Linked DNA regions of Mus musculus: region 2 is linked to region 1. The links are chromatin contacts, called in public promoter capture Hi-C maps. All regions are on one chromosome and are shown on one strand. Each heading gives the region's core, a stretch centred on a gene start, on an enhancer-like site or on the middle of the called end of the contact. The rest is flanking DNA. Distances are from core to core; before and after follow the strand shown.

What was found. Promoter capture Hi-C pulls out the DNA fragments that hold promoters and counts their contacts.
Region 2: a contact with region 1 is called in a promoter capture Hi-C map of hippocampal neurons, with 6 times the contacts expected there. The contact joins the promoter of Cavin3 here to the enhancer-like site in region 1. A contact is called at or near these places in 5 of 39 promoter capture datasets (cranial neural crest, frontonasal cranial neural crest, hippocampal neurons and 2 more), 2 of 484 Hi-C or Micro-C datasets (cerebellar granule neurons and cerebellum) and 1 of 115 datasets of contacts at active chromatin or transcription factors (astrocytes).

Annotation. Positions count from the first base shown.
Region 1 is chr7:102,511,383-102,516,174 of GRCm38.p6, forward strand. It overlaps the pseudogene Gm8556. Among named protein-coding and RNA genes, the nearest start is that of Gm38627, 8.3 kb to the left of the region's middle. Within about 2 kb of position 1,874, at least 106 of the 459 cell types and tissues checked have an H3K27ac peak or open chromatin away from gene starts, as enhancers often do. A contact at or near this core is called in astrocytes and hippocampal neurons, where this site is marked.
Region 2 is chr7:105,480,422-105,485,201 of GRCm38.p6, forward strand. Cavin3 (caveolae associated 3) reads right to left here and starts at 1,776. Exons shown (of 2, transcript NM_028444.1): 1 at 1,355-1,776; 2 at 195-798. The coding sequence starts at 1,738. The coding sequence ends at 400. Gm36847 (a long non-coding RNA gene) reads left to right here and starts at 2,378. Exons shown (of 3, transcript XR_378395.4): 1 at 2,378-2,449.

The sequences.
Region 1 (4,792 bases), core at 624-3,123:
GTCCACCTCAGGTCCCATAAGGTAGCAGAGGTTGCTTAGATTCTCCTCAGTGCAACTGATGGCCAAATTAGCTGCCTAAAGTCAACCAGACTGTAAACAGTGGTGCCAGAATCCAACAAGGAGTTGTTTAAACTCAAATCTTGTGCCCATTTCTTCACCTACGGGGGTGTCTGTGATGGTGGTTTTGACGGACAGGTAGAAGGGGGAGGCCCTTGAAGGAGAAGAGACCCTCTCACAGAAAACTAGCTTTCATGAGGACTCAGCCCTGAGATGAGGACCCTAACCCTGCAAGTACGGTGGAGGGGCAGCATGGAGGCTGTCCTAAGTACCAGCACAGGCCTGGCCACACCATGCCTGAGTCCCGGTCCACTCACTAGCGTGACTATGACCTAGAGAAAGTGATGTCATGGCTCTGCACATCAGTTTCATTCTGCAAAATGGGAGAATGACAGTAGCAGGCAAGTGTGGCAATGCCCCCAGCCCTCAGCCCGGAAGCTTTTCGTTACCACCCATAGCATTCTCAGCTCTGAATTTTTCTCTCTCCCCCCAAGTTATCCAGGGAGTTTTAAGGGGTAGATTGGCACATGCGATGGTGCTTAGTGCACAGGAAAATGGCCAGAAAATGTTGTCATTATGAACATTTGAGACGTATCCCAAAGTATACTCCGTCAGACAGTGCCACAGGATGCTAGTGTATGTTGAAAGAGGAAGTTCTGCTATGGTAAGCATCAAAACCCAGACTTAAACCAAGAGAAACATCTGTCCCCCTCGGAAAGACTCCAACTGATTAAAAGAAATTGTCAGCTACTACTCCCCAAAGCTGAGGAGGGTAGCTTAAGTAAGTGGTTCTCAACTTGCAGGGCCATGGAGCTTTTTCCTGTGTAGTGCGTGCGTGCGTGCGTGCGTGCGTATATGTGTGTGTGTGTGTGTGTGTGTGTGTGTGTGTCCTGGAAGATACTTAGGAAAAATGCAAGGCTCTCTTCACCTTAAAAAAAATTGAGGCAGGGTCTCACATAGCCCAGGCTAGCCTCTACTGTAACTGATTACGTAGTGGAGGATGGTCTTTAACCGAGCCAAGCTCGGAGAGCTTTTGTTTTGCCTCAATCGGTCTCTGGGTCTCAGGGTCACCATGTGGGCTTAGGTCTCAGTTTCCTTCTCTGAAATGCGAACAACTGTGTATGTACAACAGGGCCTATCGCAGTGTTGTTAGGACTGAGGAAATTAATGTAAGTAGTTTCACAGTTCCTGGCACACAGACTGTAAATGTGAGCCTTTCACTCTCTTCTGGGGACAAGTCATGATTGATCCTCATTCTGATGTGTGGCTCTTGCCCAGAAGTTAGTAGGTGACCCCCAGCGCTGTCAGTTTGGAGAATAAGTTGAACACACCCCAGGATGAGATATAATGATTACTCTCTCTCCTTTTTCCGCCTGACCACTGGTCACTGGGGAGAGATTACTGGGCCAGGGTCTAGGGTTCAGTGGTCAAGGCTTTTGAATGGACCGGGAGGGGTGGATCTGGAGATCGGGCCAGCAAAACACCGGAAACCCTAGATTCGGTCTCCCTGGCCACTCGTTGGTGTGGCTGTGGCGACCTCGGCTTCCGTGGGTGGCACTGGGAGCTTGCTTGCAGGCGGCCACGGCAGGCTTGCGCCAGGTTGCCAAAGCCGGGCCTCCGCGGCGCTCCGCTGGGGCTCGTTAGCGCCGCGGGCTGGCTGTCGCCACAGCGGCCCGCGGGAGCCTGGCGATCTCGTAAACATTAAGTCCCCATGCTCTGACGAGGCCCGTGGGAAGCGGCGGGGTTGAGGGCGGCCGAAGGCTGTGAGCTGGGAGCGCGGTGCCTGGTGGCTCTGTCACCAGGACCCGGGCGCCCGAGGCTTGTGCGTGCCGCCGCGTGGGGGCGCCCGAGTCCACGGAACGAGCCTGTAGGGTGAGCGCGAAACTGGAAGACACCCGTGCGCTCAGTTTCCTCCACGACCAAACATCGTTCCCGATTCTTCTCTCTAAGCTTTTAAAATAAACTCGATAAACTTGGAACCAGGCGGGGGCTGATGGAGCAGTAGGGAAAGCTGATGTTGGGTGAACATGCCCGGGCACCTCACTTTTTCAGCTTTATTTATTACTTGGCAGCAGGCTGTGTTTCTCAATGCTCAGCTGTGTTCTAGCTTAAATCCAGTTAATCTTTCTCTTCTCCTTACCAAGGGAAAATTAAAATTAGGATGTCAAAAGATCACATATTAGGGTGTGGAGGCACGTGCTTGCAATGCAGAGGTGGAGGTAGATCAGAAGTTCAAAGTCAACCCTGACTACACAGCAAGTTTGATACTAGCCTGGGATACAGGAGATCTGGCATCAATAAACAAGCAAAACCAAACCAAAACCAACCAACTAAACGACCCCCACCGCTGACAAAACAACAACCAAATCAACAAGAAACAAAAGCCCAACCTCTACACCCCTTCTCCCCCCTTCCCTCCTCCAGTCTTTAAACCTGTATTTGGCATTGTTAGCCCCATCAGAGAACCCAGGCCTACTTGGGATGGCCATGACTCTGAAAAGGGGCTAAATTCTCTGGAACTCACTTGCTAGGATCAACACTCATAGGGTAGTGCTTCCTGTGTCTTTCTGTTCTCTACAGTGCAGGGTGTGGATCTACCGCAGAGCTGTCCCTCTCCCCCCAGTTCGGTGTCTTTGTCCCTTCGGACTAGAAAGCAATAGTGCTACAAGCTAATCTCAGACCTGAAGTCCACCACGCAGGGATTTCAATGTCTGTGCTTCTGTCAGACTGGGTTGGGGAGGGATAATGTCTGTCTGAGGATAGCACCTCGTCTGCTCTGCTGGCCACGACAAACCCAGTGGCTCACTATCATTCATCTCTCACAGTTTTGGAGGCTGAGTATTTCAAGACTCGGGTGCTGGCAGATTAAATGCCTGGTGAGCGCCCTATTCTGAGTTTGCAGAAAAAGAGGAAGTTACTGGTCTGTGGGAACAGTAGAAGTGAGACTCAGGCATTTATTGTGGAGCTGGGCAAGGCTCCTTTCCTGAGCCACCAGCTCCAGTTGCCTGACTTCAGTTTACTGGAGGCAGGTATCAGGCTGCTCACAGATCAAGGGCAGTAAGCCTTTATTGATCTGGAGGTGGGGTAGAATAATGCTTGCTAATTTCCCATTGCTCATGGGCACAGTGGAGGTGCTTTCCTTCCTGGGTACAATCTGGCCTGAGGGTTTGCAGGCTTACAGTTCCAACTGAAACCAGAACTGCTGAGCAGTTCATTGCCATGTACAGGGATAGTAGCCTCAGGTTTGGTATGGGCCATATGATCAAACTGTATGTCCTTCAGTTGCCAATAAACACATACGAAGCTCGAAACAGCAAACAGATTAAGATAACTCTAAATTACAATTTTGGAAAAAAGTTTTCTTTCGGTTTTTCAAGACAGGGTTTCTCTGTGTAGCCCTGGCTGTCCTGGAATTCAATTTGTAGACCAGGCTGGTCTTGAACACAGAGATTCACCTGCCTCTGACTCCTTCCTGAGTGCTGGAATTAAATGTGTGTGCTAGCATTCTCATCTGGGAAAATAAACATTTTAAGTGATCGACATGTCTACATGCAGAGTTGAGCAGGGTCTGACTCACAAGTGTTAAGAGAGTACAGGGACAGACACAGTATAAAGACAGAAGTGGCCAGCTTTTATCTGCCTCAGTTATCCATCAGATGCCTACCGGCTGCAGTGAAGGGTCAGAGAAACCGGGAAACTGTTACAGACCCCTCACTGAGGTCTTATCTATAGTTCAGCTGTCGCTTTCCGGAATCAGGGTTAATTAAGAGCAGATGTGATTTTGCTCTGACAGAGTGTCTGACATCAGAGTTGATTTGGATGATTTACAAAGGACATTTCACCGGATGCGGTTTTCTCCCGTTCACACTTTTCTTTTGTCCTTTGTGTAGCCATTTTGAGCCTGATTAGTTTTAGCTCGATCTGGACATAGGGCTTGGCAATCTGGCCCTGTAACCTTGTCTTTTATTTAAAAAACCAAGAGTTTAATCCAGTGAAAGTTAAGGGTCCTGAGTTCTTTGCCCTTTGGTGTTCCTACCTATGGGAGCAGGGTAGGGAACCTTTGCTGCTATGCAAAGCCCTCTTTCCATTCATTACCTTTGTTTCTTCAAAATACTGTTATTTTTCTGAGCTGTTTCCAATTTCCTTTTGAATGTGCTGGCCAGCCTCAGGGTGTGGGATGCTGATTTACAGAGGAACTTGACTCTGTATTTTTAATGTATCTCTGTCATCCTCAGATCACTCTTACCTGTGCCTGTGGCAACTCTCTCCTCCACTGTGCACTGTGTGTGTCATCTGTGTGGTACAAGCACAACTTGCTTGACAATGGGGCTGTATGTCAAGACATTTCTCTTTAAGGCGGTTTCACTGCTGTGTGAATATTGCAGTGTACTTACGGAAGCTTAGGTGGTTGGTATAGTCGGGTATACCCCAGCTGTATCTCTTACTGCTCCAAGGCCATGCTGAGCAGAGTGTGGTATGAAGTCAAGCACTGGAGAATCCCAGATGCAACCCAGAGTTATGCTAAAGCATAACTGTAGGTGTGATGCTGAGTACTGCTTAAATTAGTTTCTTCTATCAGGAGTTCCCTGAAATTAATGTAAGATTACTGGGGTCAGAGCACGTCTGAACTCCAGGGCTTCTATGGAATCTTGGATAGGAGGCGGAGGCAGGACAGTTTCTGAAGGCTTCTGTGCTGGCTAGTCCATTGATAGCCAAGGTTGTCCTTGACCTTCAC
Region 2 (4,780 bases), core at 526-3,025, 3.0 Mb after region 1:
GCCGGGCCCCAAAGTTGTACTTATGTGTCCCCAAGAGGAATGTATTTAAGCAGTAAGTGGCCAATATTTCTCCGTGCCAATGGAGGACCCAGGATTCGGTGAAAAGTGAGAACGTTTGTCATTCAGCCCATTCCTTCCCCAAGCCATGCGCATTGTCGCTCGCCCTTTCTCATTGAGTCTGGGTTAGAGAAAATTGCTTTTATTGGTGGTGAACCTAAATTAGGCTGAAAGCTCCTCTGTCAGAGGACACAGGGTTCAGACTGGAAAGCCAGGAAGGAAGCTTTGGAGCTGGGCAGTGGATGCAGGATTCTCTCCTTATTTGGATGTAAGTGCTGCACTCTATAAGTACTTATTTTGGGACAAGGCTTAAGCACCGAATGGGACAGGCAGCCCCAGGGATCAGGCTGCGCTCTCTATTTGAAGCACGGGTTTCTCAGGATCTTCCTTGGTAGGTTGAGGAGGTTCTGGCTCCAGGGCAGTCTCGAGCTCGGACTCCATTTCAGGCTGAGCTGCAGGCTGGCCTTCTGATGGGCCTTCAGAGCTCCGGACAGGCCCTACGCGTGGCGGCTTGACTGGTGTGGGCTGTGCTGCTTTACGACTGGAAAGAGCCCTTTTCAGGCTTTGAACTTTCTGTAAACCAGTGCGGCGCAGCCGCTGAGCCCTGGACTCCACTGGCTCCTCTTCAGAACTCTCTCCAACTTCATCCTCTGGCTGATCTGGGCCCAGCACCAACTGGTCCTCCGGACCCAAGAGCTCTGGGACTTTCTGGAAGGCGCGGGCTGGAATTTCAGTCTCCTCCTAAATGTGATGACACAGCTTTTGATTCTCTGATTTGACCCTGGCACTTAGCCAGGACCAGCCTGAAACTCTCTTGCCCGCCCGCCAAGGGAAGCTACTCCACCCTTTGCATCTGCACTAGGAATTGGGGCCAAAATAGAGGAATGGGAAGATGGGGGATGGGGAGGATGGAGGAGCAGAGAGATGAGCAAAGAGGGGGAAAGTGGACCTTGCAAGTTTGCAAAGTGGATGAAACCGTGTAGAGTGTAACAGCTGTATAGGCGCTTGGAGGAGGCAGAGTAACACCTAACAGTTAGTTCCATGTGGGTGCGACTGACCAAATCCGCAGACTGGCCTGAGTTAGGGAGGGCGTGGGTTGGCCAGGCTGGGAGTGAGAAAGGGATAAGGTCGCTGTTGTGAGAAAGTGGGTGCGGCTCTGAGAGTCTTCCACAAGTGAGGGCAGCACGCTGGGTCAGGAATGTGGAGATGCGGACGGGTGGGTGGCAGGAGTCCTTCCCTCGGTGGTAACCTAGAGGCGAGGGTTGGGGGCGGGAGAGGGATGCCTGAGGTCACTGACCTTGAAGAGCAGGACGTGCAGCTTCCCGCGCGCCACCAGCAGCCCGTGGTTGGCCTCCAACCGCTGCACCTGAGCAGCGCGACGCACGGCCCGCTCCTGGGCTGCGTCGGCGTGCGAGCCCACGCGCTCCGCCTTGGCCAGCAGCTGCGTCAGTGTGTTGCTGGTGGTGTCGTGGCTGCGACTCAGCGCACCCAGGCCACTCTGTATGCGACGCACGGAGCCCGCCAGGCCGCCCTGCCTCTCAGCCAGGCCGCCTTGCCGCTCCCGCAGAGCCTCCAGCATGGTGGCCAATTTCTCCAGCAAGGTCACCACGGTGACTGCGTGCACCGGACCCCCTGCGGGCGTCTCAGGCACAGGTCCGGGCTCCAGTGCGCTCTCCCCCATGATCTCTGACCACCGGGCCTGCTCTCCCTGAGACCGATGGCTGCGATCTGGGCTGGGGCTGCCTTTCCCCGCCTCCTCCCCTAGTTCAGGCCGTGACTCAGCCGGGCGGGAGTTGGCATCTTCCGCGGTGGGAAAAGGAGGAGGCCGAGCAAGGGGGCGGAATGTCCAAAGGGGGCTCTTTCGAAGGCTCCGCCCCGGGATCTGCGAGTAAGACAGTCCTGCCCAGAGGCACCTCTTTTCTGAGTTTGTGCTCCTTTTCCCCCATTTTCCTGGTGGGCTTCTTTCAGGCCTGTGTTCTTCACAGCAAAAGGCAAACCACTGAAAATTTCATTTATCTATCTAGTGATCAGAGAAGGGGGTGGGGGTGGAAGGCAGGGGTGTTAAAGGCATAGCCTAAGCCGTCAAAGCTGCTGAGCCCCAACGCTGGGCGGAGGCCTGTAAAGTTTGGAATGTTCTGCCTCAGACCCAAGACTGCCTAGGCCCAAGGCAGGGCTTTGTGTCTAGGCGGGCTGGGCGGGGCATCCTCTGATATTTTCCAGGTTTAGCCTCTGGCTTCGTTTATTGCTATTTCTTCCTACTGGACTGCGTTGTTCTTCTTTGGATTCCTGGAGGATAGCTCAGCCATGAGTTAGAATAAGTACTGGTTTGTCCGTTTTAATGGAGATTGGCTGTGGTTCCTGCGTAATGCCTTCAATCCCGTCTCCGAAATTGGTGAGTGTGAGGATTTGAAATGCTGCAGTAGCTAGATATGGTGATACATATTGAGGTAGGAAAATCACCAATTGGAGACCATGATGAACTACATAGTGAGTGTTAGAGTGGAAAATCACTACATAAAGGTTGATTCCTGAGTTCTGGTTGTGAAAACTTTGTTTTTATGTTAGAGTTTGATTTGCTCATCTTGGACCCGATATTAGCAGAGCCATCTGAGCCTGACAAAAGAACACAAAGAGTTTGAGCGGGGTTTCATGTCATTCAGGGAGGCCCTGAACTCACTGTTCAGCCAAGGATGGTCTTGAATGTCTGTTCTTGCTTCTGCCACCCAACGGCTGAGATAACAGTTGTGTGCCACCAAACCTACTTTATGCTGGTGCTGGAAATCGAACTCAGGCTCCTATGCACACTGGTCAACATCTTCAACGGAGCTACATCTTTGACCCTGTTTCTGTGTTTTTGAGATAGGGACTCATTGTGTAACCCAGGCCTCAAACTCAAAATCTTCCTGTCTCAGACACCTGAGTGTTGAAGTTATAGGTGTTCATTGACTGCCCCATTAGTTGGCTGAAAAGGCACAGCGTTAAGGATCAAACCCAAACCCTCAAACACGCTAGACAAGTATTCTGCCACTAAGCCATACCCCAGCCCAACAACTTGGAAATCTTTTAGATGTTTTTATTTATTTATGTATATGTGTGTGTGCATGAATGTGTGCACATGCATGTGCAAAGACCTATGGATATCAGAAGGTGTCAGATGCCCTCAAACTGTGGTTATTGGCCACTCTGAGGTATCCAATGTGGGTGCTAAAAATAGGATTCCTGTCCTATGTAAGAGCCTCAAGTACTCTTATTGGCTGAGCTATCTCTCCAGCTTAGACACACAATTGTCTTGGGTCGTCCAAAAGACTACATACATAAATAAGGTTGAGAAAAGCTTTAGTGACCAATTCTACCCAACCATACATCACTGTCTGGTCCGTTCTAGCTCTAGATGTTCAAAATGTGATGCCTATCACCAGTTCGTGGCTGGCGCTCTTAAAACCACAGTCAGGTTTAAATGAGCTTGGTTATACACCTGTAAATCTGGAACTAAGAATGGCACATCTGAAAGATTAAGACTCTCCCTGGCTGCACAGGGAGATGGAAATGGCATAGCAAGTCTAAGTAATAGAGGTTTTACATGGCACAGACATTCCAAAGGGAAGACACAAAGGAAAACTGTTGTATGCTTAAGTTAATGAAGACTGGAGAGCTACACAGAAATGGGGTTAGACAAAGGGGTGTGGTCTGACTATAGTAGATGAGAGGGGACCCAGCACGGCCTGTCTGCCCAAGTTCTTTGTCAGCCATTCTCCTAGGTAAGGAGCAGAGTTCCCCTACAATGAAGATAATTGAAGAAAAAGAGTGATCTTTCTAATTTCTTATGGTTTTTTTTTTAGCATTTTTACAAATATTTGGTGTATGGGTGTGGGTGTGTGCATATGAGTGCAGGTGCCCACAGAGCCAACAGCATTAGCTACTATTGGAGGTGAAGTTACAGGTGGTTGTGAGCAACCCAGTATGGGTCCTGGCATAGAACCTGGGTCCCCTGGAAGAACAACAAACACTCTTAACTACTGAGTCATCTTCCCAACCCCTAATTTCTGTGATTTACTTTTAAAAAGAATTGAGGTAGAAGCAGGCGGGTCTTTGTAACGGGAGGTTCTGATTCTAATCTCTAGTTTCCTAATTGGTTCTTCATTTGTCAATAAAGAAGGCCAGGGCCCAATTGCTGGGCAGAAGGTACAAGTGGGACTTCCAGGTCCCAGGAGGAAAAGGCAGACACAAGGAAGGAGAGGGGCTTTTTTAGCTATGCTTTGAAGGTAAGAGGACTCTGCAATCATGAAGGCCTCTGGGAGAGCTAGGGCCGGTGGCCTTCTCTACAGGCAGATGGCCAAGGAGGTTAGTGGGGTACAAGCAACTAAGTTCAGGGTAGGAGAAGAAATGGAGATATAAGTTGGAAAGGACATGCCTTTCCAGGCAGGAGAAATCTGCACCCAGCAATTGTGCCTAGCTAGCAAGTTCTAAAATAATAAAACGCAAAGGTTAGGTAGGAAAGAAAAGTCTGGTCAGGGCTGGTGGTACTGATTGGATGGAAAAAAAGGGGAGCCAGGAGGGGCCAGAGCCCGGGCAGCAGCTCCCAGGCAAAGGCAGTAGCCGTAGCGTGCTTTTAAAATTACAAGCAACAGGTCTCTGTGAGTTCAAGGTCTGGTCTACATAGTGAATTCCAGGACAGCCAGGGCTACAGGGAAACCCTGTCTCAAAAAAAGGAGGGGGGAGGGGG